2 separate regions of the Ovis aries genome follow, and region 2 is linked to region 1. Evidence: chromatin contacts called from public Hi-C data. All regions are on one chromosome and are shown on one strand. Each heading gives the region's core, a stretch centred on a gene start, on an enhancer-like site or on the middle of the called end of the contact. The rest is flanking DNA. Distances are from core to core; before and after follow the strand shown. Region 1 overlaps LOC105604510 (a long non-coding RNA gene). Region 2 holds the start of CTIF (cap binding complex dependent translation initiation factor).

Region 1 (5,191 bases), core at 725-3,224:
TTCCAAAGTCCTCTGGGGATGGCCCTTCCTTCTCCTCCGTACTTTCCAGCTTCTTGCTCTCAAAGTCAATGGGCCCTTCTGACTGTGGCTGTGATATCACATTCTCCCAGGCCAGTCTGAAGACTCGGAGAATGAGGAATAGACTTTCCCTGTGGAAGTTGTTCCACTATTCTTACTCTCCCCACAGGCCTCTCACTAGTCCCCTCTTTGGCCACGTATGGAAGGCAAGGGTGAAATCAACTTTGAGAGAGATTGAATTCAGGGATGCAAAGATTAAGGACAAAATGGGAATACACGTTGGGAGACATACTGTTTAATTTACACTGTAAAATTTAGAAGGACAGCTTTAACATGCTTATCCAGGAAATGAATCATCCCTTACCTTTTCATGCATACTCTGAGTGAGACTTGAATTTGTGGTCATCTCCGTGAAGCACTTCAACAACCTTTGAGAGAGTCGTTGGAAGCCAGTATTCACAGGTGGCTCCAGAAGATGGGGCAGCCTAATGAGTAATGAGGTAGCCAGCATTAAATACATGGTAGAAGGGAACTGCAGAGGCAAGAAGAAGATCTGTCTTGTTTCAGTGCAGACTGGTTCCAAAGAGTCATGACCCTGTAATGACAGCGTTGCTACCTTTTTCTCAGGCTTGTGATTAGTCAGGTGCCCTGAGAGTCGTGAACAGGAAGAGATGCTTCCTGCCCTGAACAGGAAGACATGGTGCTTGGATACGTCCAAAGAAAACTTTACGTGTATTGATAGGAGAATAAACAAGCATGTAAATACCAATTCTTGGCCCATTATCTAAATTCCCATCAACAAATCACTGTATCTCATGTAGACTGTGAAACTCGGAAACTAGTAGAGTTTTAAATTAAATTGTTTATACAGATGGAGCCCACAGAAAACATCTGCCAAGGCCACGTATGACCTAAGGACAGCCTTGCTTATACTCTCATGTCCTATCCTGAAAGGTTAAGCTGACACTGCCACACGGGACTCGTGGAAACCCACCTGGTGCTCATGCACAGCTGGGGAGTGCAGGAGAGGTCCACCACCCCACGGAACAAAAATGACCAGTGGTGGTTGGGAGCCTGGGAACAGATGCCCTTCTTCCCTCTTTCTTTGTTCACTTTCCTATGGCTGTTCAAATGGACTTGTGGGGCCAGTGCATTTTGGGAGACGCCTCCAGGGAACGTCATCCCAGCCTGACTCGACAAAGCCGAATTGAGCTGTGGTCCTCGCGTGCATAAAAGGAGGGGAAAATGATGGCAATGGGGTTAGGACCAGGCCAGGAGAAGTACCTGGAATAGAAGATTTGCTTCTCCCCCTGGGTGGTGGTTTGAGCTGCCTCTCCACCCTCGTCAGGGACTTCCAGAGTTGGAGGCTGGGGCTGGAGAGATGCTCTCTGGGGATCTTCTGAGGTGTGCTGGAGCGGGGGTGGGGTAGGAGGCAGGGGCAGCACCCTGGCTCCAGCACCGTCTTTCTCGCAGGGCCCCACTCCCCACCTGCATGTGAAGGATGCTTCCTTCACTGTGCTGTGTCCCCTCTGCCCCTCCCGCCCCTCGCCCACCCCCTTGTCCCCGTCAACTTCCTGGTTTTAGCCAAAGCCTGACACGTGGCGGGACAAACTTTCCGCAGTGGTTTCCGAGAAGAGTGGGGCCCTTCTCTTAGGTGGCAGGGACGCCGTGCCTCTGCTCTAAGCTGCGCTGCCTTCCCATCAGACCCTGCTCCGACAGCCTTTTGTCTGCTGCTTTCGTTGCTGCCAAGCTTTCGCCATGTCCTGCTGGGCCTGATGAACAAATCTGGGCCCACTCTTCTCTTTCTGACCAATAGGAAACGATCTGAGTGCCAGCGAGGAGGGAGATGGTTCCTTGCCAACGGTGGGGGTGGCAGAGGCGGAGAATCCTCCAGCTGGGCAGTTGGGACTGGCATGCAGCATCCCGCTGGGCCAGCTGCAGGGGTTCCAGATGGCCAGCCCTGGCTCTGTCTGTCTCCGCTGCCAGCTTTTGTTTACGTCCCAGCGTCATCCCTCTCCCCGTCAAACACATGCTGAGTGTCCTGGCACACCCAGAGCTGTGGCAGGAGGCTTCTTGATGGAGATGGCCTTTCAAGACACATTTCTCTTTAAAAAGTAGGACAGATGAGACAACTTTATTGTGGAAAACAGTTAAGGCCAAAGGGAATTGGACTACATAATGTCTGTTGACAGCATCTGGGTATGTCAAGTAGGAATCCAATCTTCTAGAAAGTAAGAATGTGTTTATAACAGCATGTTCGAAATGAAGACTAACCTGGAAACTCTAGATTGGATGGTTTACAGTTCCTAGAAATCCTTAGTTGGTTAAAACGTCCAGTGCCATATGATTTCATGGATATGAAGTCCATCCTAAAGGAGATCAGTCCTGGGTGTTCATTGGCGGGACTGATGTTGAAGCTGAAATTCCAATACTTTGGCCACCTGATGCGAAGAGCTGACTCATTTGAAAAGACCCTGATGCTGGGAAAGATTGAGGGCAGGAGGAGAAGGGGACGATAGAGGATGAGATAGTTGGATGGCATCACCAACTTGATGGACATGGGTTTGGGTGAACTCCAGGAGTTGGTGATGGACAGGGAGGCCTGGCGTGCTGCGGTTCATGGGGTTGCAAAGAATCGGACACGACTGAGCGACTGAACTGAAGTTCAAGAACAGGCAAAATTAATTGAGGTGAGAAGTCAGAATTGTGGTTACCTATGGGAGGAGTTGACTAGGAAGGGGTAGGAAGGAAACTTTTAGAGTGGGGGAAATGGTCTTTATACGGACCTGGGCAGTGGTTACATGAGCTGTGCTGTGCTTGACTGCTCAAGTCAGTCGTGTCTGACTCTTTGTGACACCATGGATTGTAACCCACCAGGCTCCTCTGTCCATGGGGATTCTCCAGGCAAGAACACTGGAGTGGGTTGCCATGCCCTCCTCCAGGGGATCTTCCTAACTCAGGGGTCGAACTGAGAGGGTAAGAGGCGGGAAGGCCAGGGGTCTCCAAACGGAGGAAACAGACTGCAAGTGTCAGACATTTTTTTTTTTCATCTCTCCTGATGGAGAGATAAAGCAGCAGGAGGGAACAAACTACAACTGTCAGATTGTTTTTTCCTTCTCCATACAAGATTAAAAGGAGGTTCCTCTTAAAATTCTGTGTTGCCATGATGACACCTGATTCCACCTGAACTTAACTTTTCTCAAACCTTGAGCTCACCGATGCGTTTTCCTTATGGAAATGCTTTTCTTAAGCGATGTTAATGAAACTATGTATTTGCTTTGGAATTTGCCTTTTTTCAAATGGTTCCACCTAAGACTAACTTTTTTTCCTCAAACCTTGCGTTGATAATAGCTCAACAAACCAGTATTCAGATCAATTTTTTTATGGCTGGGGGATGACACACCTCATCCCATCCTATCTCAAAAATGTAGATTGTGGGAGAGGGGCCTGGTGAAACTCCCTCAGCCGTGAGATGTCTCTCTTATCTGATGAATAGCTTTCTAAGACATAAAACATCTGGCTAAAGGCTAGTGGGGTGGGGGGCACTCTTTCTGCCTCCTTCTGATGTCTATCAGAAGCTTTGTCTGTCTCTTTTATACTTTAATAAAGCTCTGTCACACAAAAGCTCTGAGACTGGCCCCAGACTGAATTCCTCTCCTCCGGAGGCCAAGAATCCTGGCATCTTTCATGGCTCAGCAGCAACCTTTCAGAACCCAGGTCTCCCACATTGCAGGTGGATTCTTTACCATCTGAGCCACCAGGGAAGCCCAAGAATACTGGAATGGGTAGCCGAGCCCTTCTCTAGGGGATCTTCCTGACCCAGGAATTGACCTGGGGTCTCCTGAATCACAGATGGATTCTCTACCAGCTGAGCTACTAGGGAAGCCCATAGGTGTATTCACATGTGAAAATTCATTGAGACAGATATACCCTTAAGGTTAGTGCACTCACTATGATGTGAGTATGATAAATCTCAATACAAAAGTTAAAACTTTTTTCCATTGCCTATTGTGGGTTAGGTACTGCTGGCCACTCGAAATACACGTTCTTATAACACAGACAGACAACCAAGCAGTTAAAATGTGACATAGTCAGTGTTGTTGGCAGGAACTACCGGCTTCTGGTCCATGTGCATTTTCTCTCTCAGTAGTCACAGAATCCTGACTCTTAGCTGGGAGCATTGCTACCCAGGATAAAGACTACATCTTCCAGGTTTCTTCACTTATGACTAGCTCCTGGCTGGTGTGATGTAAGGGGGCGTGCCAGTGGGATGTCTGGGGAGACCACAGGGAAGGGTCACCTTTGGAACCTGCCACCCCTCTCAGTGTCTACCGTGTGGACCAGAGGCTGCATTTGCAACTGCCATTTTGGGTCACGTGGTGACCTTGAGGATGAAATTTTGTGATGAGGATGTTGGAGAAGGAAGAGTGGATGACTTCATGGAGCTGCCACACTGGCCTCAGACTGCCCACCTTCGCAACAGGTTTTTAAATGAGTGAGTGAACCCTCGAGTGCTTGTCATTATGTTTCAGGCCTTTGTTTCTCACAGCCTAACTAATCACAGGGTGACATGAAAGACACAGGAAGGCACTGGCTCAGCAAGGATGGCCAGTTGCCATTGGCAACGACTTCTCAGACAAAGTGCCGCTGGAGCTGAGTCTTGAAGAAACTTGGCTAAGAGAGGTGATGTCTGTTAAAATGCTTTTGTGAGCGAGTCTCACCTGGGTAGGAAAATCCATTAAGGATTGTTCATTTCCAGTCAAATAGACATTCTCTTACCTTCAAGAAACTAATAATCTGATCTGCCTTTTGGGCAAGGAGCAACTAGAAATACTTCACTAGTACTGGTTATTTGAATAAATATTGATAAAATGAATAAGTCAAGCTTTATTGCTTCGTTTTATTTGGAATATACCCCTAATGAAATTAAAGCTCTAGTTTATGCTCAAAAGTCATTTCTTCTTTCTTAAAAAATATTTATTTATGTATTTATTTATTTGGTTGCACCAGAAGACTCTTTAGTTGTGGCCTGCAGGATTTTTAGTGGTGGCCTAAGGAATCTAGTTCCCTGACCAGGGTTGGAACTTGGGCCTCCTGCATTGGGAGCTCGGAGTGTTAGCTACTGGACTACCAGGGAAGTCCTCATTTCTTCTTTTTGTGAATTCAGAACTTA
Region 2 (5,191 bases), core at 1,723-4,222, 36 kb before region 1:
GGGCGCCTAGACATACAAACATATATTATTATTATTACAGCAATCTGTTAATCACTGGTGACATTGTACCCCCGGATGCGTTACAAAATTACTGCTTTCAAGCGCACGTTATCCAAGACAGACACGTGACACAGCAGGTGAGATGATCTGTGTGTAAATTGAATCCTGTCTTAAACACGTTAAGGGAGCTTCCTGGGGCCACCTGAGTGCATCCCGCGAGGGGCCGGACATCTTAACGTCTGCTCAGTGCGTTCTGTTCCAGTATAACCGGGTTTTCTTGAAAGCCAAGCAATTTTTCTCGCGCGTTCCCAGAATGCTCGGAGCCAGGTTCCCTGAGGTTTTCGGCCCAGACCCGTCGCTGGACAGGAGGAACAGGGCCGGACAGCCTGCGGCCCCTCCCCGCCCTCTGGGCGGCTCCTTCCTCTCGCTTTCAGCTCGGGCGGTAGCGGCGCTCGTGCTGTGTCACTTTCGCCTTCGGAAGCCCCCAGCCGCTGCGAAACCAGCAGCTCCGGTGGCTTCCTCCCTCTGCGCGCGGGCCCTGAGCCTGGGAGATAATCCCCTGTCGCAGAGACCCAGCTCCGGGAGGGCAAAGACCTGCCTGCGGCCGGCTGGGTACCCGGCACCCGGCACCCGCGCCGGAGGCAGCTCGGGGCGGAGAGCGCGACCCGGCGGGCCGGGCAGCCTTCGGCCTCCACTGTCTCTAGGACGAAGAATTGGGAGGGGGTACGCAGGGGCGCCGATTCCCTCCAGGATCTGCGAAGGCAGCGGCCGGAGCGGCCGCGCGCACCCACAGCGCGCCCCGGGCCAAGGGTCAAGCGAAGGGGGCGGGGGCGCAACGCACAAGCGCCCCGCCGCTCCTCCAGGCCCAGCCAGACCAGCCCGCGGCGCCGCCGAGTAGACGGCCAGCCTGCCGGGTCCGGGTCGGGGGGAGGCGTCGGGGACGCGAGGAGAGGGACCGCGGCACGTCTCTGGCCAGGCCCTCTCTCACCGACCCGGCTCACAAGCAACCCCAGGATCTCCCCGAGCCCTCGGCCGCACGAACCCCCCTCTCCAAGGAACCAGGGCGCTGGCGCGGACACACACACGACTACGAGCCCCGGCGGGACCGATCCCCGCGGGGGCTCGGGGCCCAAGCGCGTCCCCACTACGCATCGGTCTGCGGTCCCCGCCCCGCGCACGCACGCCAGAACGGTGTGTACACACACAAACAGCTGGGCGGGGGAGGCGACGCCTCACTCCTTGAGTGGGGATGCACAGCGTGCCGCCAACCACCCCTCCCCTTTACACGCCGCACCTCCCTCTCTGTTCACACCTGCCCCCCCCCCGCAACACCAACCCTGAAAACTCCGCGAAGCCAAACAGCCAACGCAGCCCAGAGGGGCTCAGACCTCCACCACCTCCCCTCCACAACTGTCATTTAACATCAGAGGAGAGACCCAACTCAGATGCGCGGTCCCCGGGACGCCTCCCCCAGCGGTACCCTGGCTCCGACACGCGGCCCTCCGGGGCACCAGATCTCCGCTGCAGCCGAGCCACCGCCCCCCTGCCCGCCGCCCACCACCTCCCTCCCCGCCCCCACACACACCCCACCAGGACCCGCGTCTGAGACAGTCACCTGCTCGTTAAAGAACCCGAGCCGGAGCCCACTCCGCTCCGGCCCGGGTCACCAGCCACCGCGAGCTGGCTTTTCAAAGCCTGTCAACTTAACCCTGACTCCACCGGACAGGTCTGTTCCCCAGGCCCGATTACACCGCGGCGGCAGGAATAAGAACGTAAAAAAAGAAAGGAGAATCACTGCCGTGGGGAAGGTCCAAAGCTGCGACCGCAGTGGAGCCAGCGATCCGGCTTTCTCCTCTGCTCCCATCCCCGCCCCGCGCCCCCCGCGCGCGGTCCGCGGGCTCACCAGGGACGGAGGGAGGGTGCAGCCTGTCTAGACGACAGACATCTCCGCGCCCGCGGGGACGGGCGCGCACACACAAACACACACACACTCACACGCGGCCGCTGCCACAGACACAATCGGTCGCAGGAGGACGGAGGGGCAGCGTGAAGACACTCCCAGGGTCCCTCCGGGAGCCGCGAGCGCGGCAGCCTCCGGCCCTTAGCCGCCACCCGGAGCCGCGCTCCCTACCTCCGCCGACTACGGTCAGAACAGCTGCAAGTTTGGCCGGTTCGTGAACCAATGCAGCAAATGCGGGCTTCACAACAAAAGGGAGAGGAATCACGCTCGCTCGCTTGCTTCCTCCCTCCGGGTCGGAATCCGGCACATGACAGCGGCTACACCGCGCGGCTCCAACCGTGCACCCCCTCCTCACCCCACGCCAACAGAGCCCCCCTCCTCACCGGAGCTCCAGGGCCACGGCTCCCCTACTGGCGGGGAACCGGCTGAGAAGGGGCAAACCTGGGGAGGGGGCGCGATCTCACAGTGCCGTCCCCGACAGAGGCGGGGACGCAGGATGGGCGCGGACGCCTGGCTGCCCGGGGCGCAGGGTGGGAGGAGGAGGTAGGGAGGTAGGGGGCTAATTGTTTGGGGCGGTTTTCCCGGATTTATCTGTAAGCACGCACACGTCACAGAGCCCTTCCTCACCGGTCCCGGAATCGACCCGCAACGAGAGATGACTACAGGAGACGGGGGGGTTGGGGGGGGAGGCGGCGGACGGTGGGGGAGATGCTCACCTCGGGGTTCCTCAGGCCGCCGCTCCGAGCCCGAGTTGGGGGTGGGGTGGGGGGGGGGGGAAGGGGGCAGGGAAGGAGAAGGGAGGGAGGAGGCTCGGGAGAGCCGATCCCCCGCCCCGAGTTCCGCGCGTCCCGGCGGCTAAGGGGGGGGCCTCCGGCGCCCCAGCGCACAAACCCAGCCGAGAGGGGAGGGAGGGAGGGAAGGGAAGGAGGGAAAGAGGGGCGGGCGGGGGGAGGGAGCAGAGGAAGGAAAAAAAAAAAAATGATCCCTGCTCTGACACAGGGAAAGAGAATGTGGGAGGGTGTCGTCCAGGCTCCGCCCTCCCCTCCGGCCACGTGCAAAGACATGAAAGGAACGAGGACGGCGGGAGGCCTGCTGGGTAATGTAGTTCGCCTTTCTTTCCCGGGATGGCGGGCCCTGGAGAAGCGGGGCGCCGCCGTGGCGCGGGGGCAGGCCGCCCGAGCCGCCCAGATAGCAGATCGAGCCTCGCCGAAACCCCACGCCCGACGGCCGATCCCCACCCCACGCCCCGCGCGCTGGCGCCGCCCCGCGTGGGGACCTCAACTGGGGACTTGGGCGAGGAGGGAAACATTTGATTTTAGGGACCGGACGGCTTTAAGGATGAGGACTTCCTTGCTCTTAAGTGCTAAGTCTGTCCTAAGAGCAGATGAAAGGGAGCGTTGTGTACTCCCTGGGCGGCCCAAGGGCAGTTACTAATGCTCTATTAAATGCTACCGTCTGTTACTGAGATGCATATGTTATAATTAACATTTGAACATCTCAGTGGCAGGGGCGGGATGTTGTAATTAGATATGCACTTTGCAACCAATTAATTTTCCATTGGCCATGCTAAGGGCTAAGGCAGGGGACTTGGTGGACAGGAGAATTCAGCGCAGAGGGTAATTCAGTAATCACTTTACCGAATCACCAGTGTTTTCCAAGTACCTGTTAGGTGCTGGGCACTGGGCTTAGCACAGAGAAGCCTTCTGGAGAAATACATGATGCTGTACACCTTCCAAGCAAAGGAGTTATGAACTCCCTTAAACTCATGGAAAGGGGTTATAAACTCATGGAAAGGGGTTATAAACTCATGGAAGGACTTGTGGGACATGGTATAGCTGCTGAAAAAAATTGTTTATAAATTCATATAACATTTAGTGAGCACTTTTCACAGACAGAACAGGTCTGGGGATGCCAAGACTGGTGAGACCCTCAAGGAATTCAAAGTCTAGCATTAAGGACTGCAGTCAATGAGGGTATAGGGGATAAGTCCACACCTAACATAGGTGTAGGCATAACGTGCTGTGGAACCCTCAGGAGGAGCAGCCAGCCAGGATGGAGCACGGATGCAAGAAGGAGAGGATCAAGGAAGGCTTCCTTGGAGGAGGCAGCGTGTTAGGTAAGAATTACTAAAAAATGTTAACAAAGGCAAAAGAAAGAGTTGGCCTCTGAACAAGGCTACAGGGTACAAAGGCTCCAGACAGAGATAAAAGAGCAAATTCTGAAAGTCCTAGCAATTTGGCAGTGCAAAAGGGAGACTCCAAAAGGGGGGGTCAGGGATGAAGGATGGGTCTAGAGGGCAGAGGAGCCTGGGATGGCTTTTCACCAGGGGTAGGGCTTGCAGTGGGCCTTGAAGGAGGAGTGGGATTTCTTTGAAAGCAGAGGGCATGTCTTCTTGGTATGCGCCAAGCCATCAGAGGAAAGCAAAGCAGCATCTGCAGCCACGTCTGGCTCTTTTGACTCTTTTGACTCTTGGGTCATCCCCTCCCTTCTAGAGAAAGGCAGCAGACCCATAGTCAGGCATTCATAAGAGGTAGAGTGGGTATCAGAAGCCACGCGAGGCCCAATCCCCGCAGAGAAGGAGCATGTTTAAGTACACCTGACTCTTCCTGCTGCTTTGTCCCTCTTAACATTTATGCCTCATTGGCTCAGCAGTTATTTTTGCGCTTTTAACATCTGCACAATTACCCGGGTTTACAAAATATGCACCAATAGTACCAGAGTCTATCCCCTCAGCAAATTCCTCGTCACCCACCTTTCGTTGTCAGTGGTGTTTTGCACATTGTGTGATAGGCCTGCTACTTCGAAAGGCAGAAGAATGGAATTGTCTGGGTCTTGGTTTTGCCTGTGCTGTAAATCACACCCCCAGAGGTAAGGAGAGGCTGAACGATGTGCAGAATGCAAAACACCCGTGGAGAGTGCTCCCTGGCCGTTTGGAGGCTGCGCCTGCAGTGAGACAGCCAGTGCTGACAGTGTAGACTCCTCAGTCAGCCTGGCCCCTGAGCCTGATTTCCAGGCATGACACTTCCTGGATCTGGGATCTTGGGCTGTTGACTTAACCTCCAAATGAATGACCTTAGGTAGCTTATTCAGCACCCTTTTTTGGCCTTAGGAGGACCCATGGTGACAATGCATTTACCCTGGCTCTGTCTCACAGCAGCTCTCTATGATGGCTGATTCCTTTCCCTGTCCCAGGGTCTTTCTGGGCCAGAAGAATGACCCCTGAGGGTTTTT

The links. A called contact is a pair of places that touch in the nucleus more often than the background predicts.
Region 2: a Hi-C map of hypothalamus shows a contact between it and region 1, with 1.9 times the contacts expected there. The contact joins the promoter of CTIF here to the enhancer-like site in region 1. A contact is called at or near these places in 2 of 16 Hi-C or Micro-C datasets (hypothalamus and skin fibroblasts).

The regions. Positions count from the first base shown.
Region 1 is chr23:48,507,819-48,513,009 of ARS-UI_Ramb_v3.0, reverse strand. The region is part of intron 4 of LOC105604510 (a long non-coding RNA gene); the gene reads left to right. Among named protein-coding and RNA genes, the nearest start is that of CTIF, 36 kb to the left of the region's middle. Within about 2 kb of position 1,974, at least 10 of the 54 cell types and tissues checked have an H3K27ac peak or open chromatin away from gene starts, as enhancers often do. A contact at or near this core is called in hypothalamus, where this site is marked.
Region 2 is chr23:48,544,681-48,549,871 of ARS-UI_Ramb_v3.0, reverse strand. CTIF (cap binding complex dependent translation initiation factor) reads right to left here and starts at 2,972. Exons shown (of 13, transcript XM_060405512.1): 1 at 2,677-2,972. LOC105604510 (a long non-coding RNA gene) reads left to right here and starts at 3,011. Exons shown (of 6, transcript XR_006057796.2): 1 at 3,011-3,056; 2 at 3,995-4,076.